3 separate regions of the Mus musculus genome follow, and all the other regions are linked to region 1. The links are chromatin contacts, called in public Hi-C and HiChIP or PLAC-seq maps. All regions are on one chromosome and are shown on one strand. The core of a region is the stretch at or near the end of the contact, and the rest is flanking DNA. Distances in the headings are between cores, read along the strand shown. Region 1 overlaps Gm20125 (predicted gene, 20125). Region 2 has its middle 3.4 kb from the start of Gm32543. Region 3 has its middle 26 kb from the start of Gm20655.

Region 1 (2,700 bases), core at 185-2,684:
CTCATGTTTATCTAGCATTCATCATTTTCTCCTCTAACATATGAATATAGTTTCCAAAACCACAAACCTCACAAGTGTTTAGATCCCAGACTTGTAAACAGGTTTGATTTCCTCTTACTGAGCGTCTTCCTTCCTTGTTCCTTATTGCATTCAGCTGGCTCTAATTCCTTTCCATGTACTTAAAGAAATGAAATATTTCATCTGAATTAAGAGCAATCATGTATTTGAGAAGATCAATCCAGAAAGAACAGAAAAGTGAATTGTTTTCAATGAAGCTGTTTACAGTGACTGAGCAGCTAGGGGTTAGATGAATAAATAAAAAGACCAGTAATTTCATTGAATTATATTGTTCAATTTCAATTGTGTCTCTTAATGTAAACAGCTCAGTGATTGATGCATTATCGAATATTCGTGGAGTGTGTGTGTAATGAATATGTTTATGAATGACCCAGTGAGAGAAAATCAATCTTAGAAAGATTTCTCTGTTGAATTGTAGTTTAGATGATTGCAAATCAAAGTTTAAAATGTCTGGATTACAACATTGAGTACTTCAAACTTTCAGAGGGAAAATAAAGGACCTGAAAGGCAACATAATAAAGTGACATGTAGTAAAGAAAACAGACAGTGTTTTCTAACGTACTTTTTTAGTATTTAAAGTCTTATGTCAAAGTAATAATAAAACTAGGAGCCAGTAGACAGGAATGGTGGCACACACTGGCAGGATCTCTAGTTCAAGACCATCCTCGACCATTCGTGTTAGGAGCCTATCTGAAAAACAATAATGATTTTGTTATTGCTTAAGAAAAGTAAGTCCATTTATTATTTCTGTCACTAATGTGGAGGAAAAGCTGACAGAAACTGTTTAAGGAAGACAGGGTTTGTTCTGGGTTAGAGTTTGAAGGTAAACAGTCCTTTGTGGAAAGACAGGTATGCCAGCAGAAGAGTGCTTCTGCTAGTCATATTACACCCACAGTCACAAATCAGACAGAAGCAAGAGCAGAGGAGAAGAGAAGCTGGGACCAGCTCTGATTTTCCCTTACTCAGACTGAGACACCTGTGCATGTTATGATGTCACCCACATTTACAGTGGGTCTTCCCACTTGAATTAACCCAGTAAAGAACATCCCTTACACACATACCCAAAATTTGGCCTTCTAAGTAACTCTAGATCTTGTCAAATTTGCCAATTCATATTAACCACAACTATTACCCAAGCATCCTAAAATCATAATAATGTATGCCAGCCGTTGAAAGCAATCATGCTTTTCTTTTAGAATTATGGAATTATGAAGTACCTGCCAGGAAAATCCACTTTTTATTCTAGCCAATGGATCAACCATCTGTGAAAATACTACTTCCTGTGAGCTACTCACTGAACCACATCCCCTGAGTGCCATGCTTGTCCAAGTGTCTGAAGTGATTGACAAAGCAAAGCATTAACATCTTTTGGGGAGTACCCAGTTGCGAAATGTCTCACTTCCCCCTTTCATCCTGACTCCTCTAGTTCTGTAAATGTGCTTAAATTACACTCAGCTTAAAACTCAAGCCTTTTCCATTTCCTGTCTCTGTCAATCTACTACCAACACTTCACATTTTCTTTTGTTCCACGGTAGGCAAAGTGCTTTATTTACTTATTTTTATTCATGTGATATCTGGGGAAATGATGGCAGAGAGATTTCCCAACCACAGACCAGACTGGATCCGCAACCAGGAGAATGAGCTTCACGGGGGGAACTTGTTACATACAACAGTTTACACACAGACCCAGGTTAACCTAATCAGACCTTGCATTTTAACAAGATACCTCAGTGAACAGTACATGCGAGTTTATTAAGCATTGACCAAGGAAAAGTAATAGATTTGCTTATGATATCTAAACCTGTGAGGAAAAGAGCCCAAAACGAACAACAATGAAAAGATATCCCAGCTCTATGTTCCTGAGCCCAAATATGGCATTACTATAAATGTGACTTTTGGGAACAACAACAACAAAATCACATGGCAAACTTTTGGAGCTAACCTCAGATAACTAAAAAAACAACAAACAAATACAATATCTGCAGGTGAATCCAATAGATCAGGGTGTGTTTGTGGGGGGAGGGGTAATTGGTAAGCAAGTCTCAGTTTGAGAAGATTGTTCATGTAGTACACATGAGCTAAGTTCAAGTGAGTACCACCCATCTCACATCATTCCTTCCTTTCTATGCCCTTCATCTCCTGCTATAACTAACTCACTGTTCCCTCTGAGTATAAGTCAGTGGCCACTTTATCCTCCTTTAACTAACTGACGTAATTATCTCTCTCTGTCTCCCTTTCCCTCTCCCTCTCTTCCTCCCTCCTTTCTTCCTCCCTTTCCCTTTCTCCTCTTCCCTTCCACTTCTTCTCCCACTTCTTCTCTCTCTCTCTCTCTCTTTTACCTGTATTGCTTACTCTATATTCATTCTTCATCCAACAACTCTTTCAAAGTTTCAGATAATGACTTCATTGGAGTACTTCAATGGATGTACCACAGCCTCTTAAATTATTCTTACATGCCCTTAATAGATCCCAGTATATCTTCAAACTCCTGCCCCATCTTCTACACGTGTGTTATGTTAAACATCACAAGGAATGATCTGAGAAAACCCATCAAAGAAAGCAGAGGTGTCTCTAGGTAAGTTTCTGTCTCTAGCAACAAGATCAAAACGAGAGTGTTATTCA
Region 2 (2,700 bases), core at 34-2,533, 690 kb after region 1:
CAGGGCTCCCAAGCTGTGACAATTTAAATGAGGGAAACTTTTTTTTTTGTAGAAAAAAAAAAAGATAAAAGTATAAATGGTTTGTTGAAACGTTGACGAAAAGCTCGCCTCAGAGAGCAAAATTCTTTTTATGTTGTCTTAATATTAATCTGAAATGAAAATGTCCTTCACTTCAAGAAGGGAAGATTTGGCAGGTATAAGATACAATAGGACAAGGATATGTCCCCTTCCACGTTTAGCTCCTCATGTCTTCTAAGGAGACTTTGAAATCAATAGTATATAAGATGCTACAAATAATTTTTTAAAATTGCTTAAATCTTTAACACACACACAGCTCAAAGGAACAGAGGCACACAATAGCAGTGTGAAAGAACAAACAGGGCTTTGAAGGCAAACCTGAAAGCTCACATTCTAACCCAGGTGGGTACCATTCTCCATTGCCCAAGGCAAAGGGTGTTTCTTAAATCAGTTAGTTTATAATCAAATCATAATAACAAGGTAGTTGTGAAGCACAAAAGCTATGTAAATGTAAATATCAATATGTAATTTCCTATATTAGTTCCCTATTACTACTTTAAAAAACCAACTAACCAACCAAACAAATAAACAAAAAAACCCTAGTGGCACCATGTTTTAAAGAAAAGGCATTTCTATCACTTGCTGTTTACAGAAGCTGAGTGACAATCAATATGTCAGCTCTGGCAAGGCTCCCCTAACTAAATAACCTCATGGTGAATGCCATCATGGCAGACAAGTGCATGGTGAGATTATACATCAAAGTGGAAAGCCAGAGACAAAGTCTGGGGTCAAGTTGGTTCTTTTCTATCAACTCACTCTCATAGGAGATGAGATCCCTGGTCCTCTGCTGTCCTGTGCTCCTGATGGCCTAACACTTCCTACATAGCTTTTTATTTTTCAGTTTTTACTTAGCATATATTATCTATAATAATGGTTTCAGTATGACATTTTCACACATTTTGTAATACACTTAGATCATATTCACCTCCTATCTTCTACTCTTGGCCACTCCCCCTCCTATCGATCTTCTTTCTCTTCCCATCTGGTTCCTCTTCCACTTTCGGGTAGGTTTTTGTTTTGCTTTCGTCTCACTGCTCGCTGACTCACTGAGTTTAATTTAGAGTTGTTTACAGGAGCACAGAGCAATTTACCAGCAAAGCCTCATGTTGCCCACCCCCCACCCCCCACTCCATGCTGGACAGTCGACCAGTCCAATCTTGTGCAGGTAATCACAGCTGCTGAGAGTTCAAGAGTACAACACCAGGCATCACACTGGGAAGACAGCATTTCGCAACACTTCCTCTGGCTCTCTCACTTCTGATCCCTCTTCTACCTGAACCTTGGAGTAACAACCTCCCAATGCCAAACCAAGCTGTGCCCAAAGCTGAGACAGCTCTGATCTATAGACATAAACACAGGTATTCAGAAGGCAATTCATCAGGCATATTAAGTCCATTTAGCAAAACAACAGCACTACCTTCTCTGCATGGACCCAGAACTTCCCCACACATGGGCTTTTGACCAAGTTTAGATGACCTGGTGTGAGTACCTCCTGTGAAGCAAACCCAGTCACAAGCAGCTGTTTACCCAAAAGACATGCTCCTCTACTGCACCAATGGGCAAGTCTTGCCTGGCATGTTGCTGCTGTACTTTGTAGAGTGTGCTGTTGGGTAAGGCAGTTAATGGCTCCCTATCACACTCCTCCCTCACCCCCACTCCATTGTCTGCATAGCACCTTCCATCATTACAAAAACTACTTCTACACAACCATGCCTGAATGCCAAGCCCCTAAGACAAGAGCCTTTGGGATACAGACCCCATGCAAACCACAGCACTCCTCAGTGTGCTTCATGTTTCCACCATGGTCAATGGCCTCAACTCAGTGAGGAACATCCACCATTGATAGCACCATCAAAAACAGACCTACAGTTAGACCAAAGGAATACTTGGGGTATGTTGTTTATCATACACACTCATGCTGTCTTTAATTCCATTTCTTTTCTGTTGAAGGTGAGGAACCTTTGAAGAAGAACGAATGCAATTCAAATATTTTCCCAGAACGTAGTCATGACAACACATTTTATCTATTAAACCATATATATAGAGAAGTATTGGAAAAAAAACTCACTTCCCTGGAATTTTTGACAAGCTGGTAAATAAATAAGCGTTAGCAAGAAAGGGTTGCAGGCAGAAATAGCCAACCACTGGAATTTATTTACTTTGAAAACTAGCTCGAGTCCTACCAGTGGTATTGCATCATTAATATGTGTCGGAGAATATAGCTTGCAAAAGCTCAATGGCGGGCAGGATTGACACCTACAGAAAAGTAATTTTAAGGGAAGAAAAAGTAGCTGTAGATATAATAGTAATAGAGATATAGTATTATAGATAGAATAGTAAATACAATACTAGGAGAACATTTGGAGTTTGTTATTTCTTTATGTACCTTTGTTTTGTTACGTTTTGTTTTTTAATACAGGATTTTATGGAGGCAACAAAAAGGTAGATAGGGAGAAAGTAGTAGATTAATTTATTTAGACTCTCAGTGGGCTTTTGATAAAGTCCCACACAAGAGACTATTAAGGAAACTTGACAAACACTGGGTAAGAGGTAGAGGGCTGTCAATCATGAGTTAACTGTGGGTTAAGAGATAGAGGGACTGAAAGAGTAAATGACCCACTC
Region 3 (2,700 bases), core at 201-2,700, 860 kb after region 1:
TCCAATGCTATACCAAAAGTCCCCCATAGCCACCCACCCCCACTCCCCTACCCACCCTCTCCAACCTTTTTGGCCCTGGCAAGATTTTATCGAAAGGACCCAGATGTAGCTGTCTCTTGTGAGACTATGCCGGGGCCTAGCAAACACAGAAGTGGATGCTCACAGTCAGCTAATGGATGGATCACAGGGCTCCCAATGGAGGAGCTAGAGAAAGTACCCAAGGAGCTAAAGGGATCTGCAACCCTATAGGTGGAACAACATTATGAACTAACCAGTACCCCAGAGCTCTTGACTCTAGCTGCATATGTATCAAAAGACGGCCTAGTCGGCCATCACTGGAAAGAGAGGCCCATTGGACACGCAAACTTTATATGCCCCAGTACAGGAAAGATAAACTTTTAAAACACTTTTGTTACAAATGGAATCCCCAAATCTCCAAGTAGAGAGCACTCTCCTGAAAATGAATGCTCTCTAAGAGTACGTGACTATTTTTTGTGTGTGTATAAGTCTATGCATGAGTGTGTATCATATGTGCTGCTGCATATGTGTAGTTCTGTGCAAGTATGCATGTAGTTGTTCATGAATGTTTGTGGCCAGATGTGGCCCTATATATGCATAAAAATTAACATTTATATAAGTATGTATAGCTATACTTTTGTATACAGTGTGTCTGTGAGTGTGTGTGTGTGTGTGTGTGTGTGTGTGTGTGTGTGTGTGTCAGAGTATATGTGTGAGTGTGTATGTGTGTGTGTGGACATGAATATGTGTTGGGGAGGGGGACTGAAAGCTCACCTTTGAAGGTGTGATTTGGATCCTGTGGTTAATGGGTTGTTTTCAGAGGATCACATCTTGCTGCCCTTTGATTTGCTCAATAAATCCTCCTTGGCTTACAGCTTCACAAAGCTTACTGGGTTTGTTTGGTTTGGTTGCTTTTCTTTCTTGTGTTGTTGGCTATCTACCTTCTGAACAAACAGGCAGATGGGTGAGGCCACAAGTACGGTGGAGCTGTTTGTTACATCATTGCACATGCCACAAGCCCACAGTGACAACTACCACAGATGCACAGCTCTCGTCCCCAGGAAGGCACAGAGTATGTCTTGAGAAATTCTCTATGCCATTCCTCACAGAGACCTACAGCTGGAGCAAGGAGCAGGGGGCTTCTGGCAAGCAAGCTATCTTCATGTCTGTCTTCCTTGGGGAGAGAGAAGCTCAGCCTTGGTTACAGTCTCTTACCCTAGTGACAGTGTTAAAGTCCAAATTACAGTCTCTTCAATCTCTCTGCCTCACTACCCTGCAGTTATAACCAAACCCCTGAATAGTAACACTGAATAGTAACAATGTTTCCCTAAACTAAAAGCCAAAGAGAAATGGTTTTAATCCATTTATGCTTTAATCAGTGAGTCAGAAAGTGGCAAGCCAGAGTTTATTGCAAATCGTACCAGCAATCTGTCATCTTCGTGACTCATTCTTTCTGTGGGGAGATTTTTTGCTGTGATACAATTCATCTCCTAAAAATATCTAGTATTGACTGGCTGTACTTTCACAGCTGGATCTGGCTGCTTCTCTGACATTATTAAGGGACGGATATAAGAATCTTCTAACTCAATCAGGGAGTAATTTAAAGCAATGTCTCTAGCCCGCCATTCAAGGAATTGATTATCTTCTAGAGATATGGGGAGAAAATCTAAATAAACAATAAACAAAATGAAAATACAATAACAAAGATTGAGAAAACATCAGTGTCCAGAATGCACATAGAAATATTACCGAGTGTTAAACAAAGCAAACCAGTCAGAGGAAAGCGTGCAGACAGTGGATCCACGCACAGGAGATGTGTTGTCTGTAGACAGTGAAAGCGTTAGTAAAACAGACTACCAGGCTGACTGCTTATTTTTCTTTACTTCAATCCTAAATAACGCCAGTGGTAAAGCTGCCTTCTTAACAGAGACCATCATGTTTGCAGGTGCCCTCAATACCATTTGTAAGATCTCTGCCACATAGGACAAAGTGTAGAAGAAATATAAATGAGTAAAAGGCGCCAGATACTATCACTTTTGTTCATTAGGCTAAAGAAATTTCAAATGTTGATAACATCTAATATCATCGAGGATGATGGCAAATATTGGTAATGACATAGAGTGTTGGTGAGAGTTAGGTTTTCTCTCTATTGCTTGTCCAGTTGTAGTTTATTCAAGAAGTGGACAATTTGACCAAGTCTCTGGTATGCAAAATTGAAAATTACTTAGCACACAGTACACATATGGTATCTGCATCCCATCCTCAAAGGAAGTTTTTTGCCCAGGTTCCCTTCAGTGTGAATGGGACTGTCAATCATAGAGCCCCTCTGCTACTCTCAGTTCTGTCTCAGGGCTAAAATACTACAGCAGAACACCTGATAAGGTATTTCACTCAGAGACAGTGGCAGCTGCAGAATTCCCACAGAAGATGTTCTTAAAAACTCAACTCAAAAGGGTGGAGAGATGGTTCAGTGGTTAAGAGCACTTGCTGATCTTGCAGAGGATAAGGATGTGGGGGGATTGTAGTGGGGGGATGATAGTGGGAGCAGTAAAAGATCCACCTAGCATCTCAGGTTTCTCTTCCTCTTCTCCAGAGGAACTCTCCTTCATGAATGCTTTCTTTGCCTATATATGCATGTGTGTGGTAGTAGGTGTGTTTTATGTTTTGTAAAAGCATTTTGTG

What was found. A called contact is a pair of places that touch in the nucleus more often than the background predicts. HiChIP or PLAC-seq counts read pairs in DNA pulled down with a chosen protein or histone mark.
Region 2: a contact with region 1 is called in an H3K27ac HiChIP or PLAC-seq map of microglia, with 8 times the contacts expected there. The contact joins two enhancer-like sites. A contact is called at or near these places in 1 of 484 Hi-C or Micro-C datasets (bone marrow-derived macrophages), 3 of 115 datasets of contacts at active chromatin or transcription factors (bone marrow-derived macrophages and microglia) and 1 of 9 other capture datasets (embryonic stem cells).
Region 3: a contact with region 1 is called in a Hi-C map of bone marrow-derived macrophages, with 13 read pairs. The contact joins two enhancer-like sites. A contact is called at or near these places in 2 of 484 Hi-C or Micro-C datasets (bone marrow-derived macrophages and cumulus cells).

Annotation. Positions count from the first base shown.
Region 1 is chr10:16,995,552-16,998,251 of GRCm38.p6, forward strand. The region is part of intron 1 of Gm20125 (predicted gene, 20125); the gene reads right to left. Among named protein-coding and RNA genes, the nearest start is that of Gm20125, 99 kb to the right of the region's middle. Within about 2 kb of position 1,435, at least 57 of the 459 cell types and tissues checked have an H3K27ac peak or open chromatin away from gene starts, as enhancers often do. A contact at or near this core is called in bone marrow-derived macrophages and microglia, where this site is marked.
Region 2 is chr10:17,682,963-17,685,662 of GRCm38.p6, forward strand. No RefSeq gene overlaps it. Among named protein-coding and RNA genes, the nearest start is that of Gm32543, 3.4 kb to the left of the region's middle. Within about 2 kb of position 1,284, at least 57 of the 459 cell types and tissues checked have an H3K27ac peak or open chromatin away from gene starts, as enhancers often do. A contact at or near this core is called in bone marrow-derived macrophages and microglia, where this site is marked.
Region 3 is chr10:17,859,836-17,862,535 of GRCm38.p6, forward strand. No RefSeq gene overlaps it. Among named protein-coding and RNA genes, the nearest start is that of Gm20655, 26 kb to the left of the region's middle. Within about 2 kb of position 1,451, at least 35 of the 459 cell types and tissues checked have an H3K27ac peak or open chromatin away from gene starts, as enhancers often do. A contact at or near this core is called in bone marrow-derived macrophages, where this site is marked.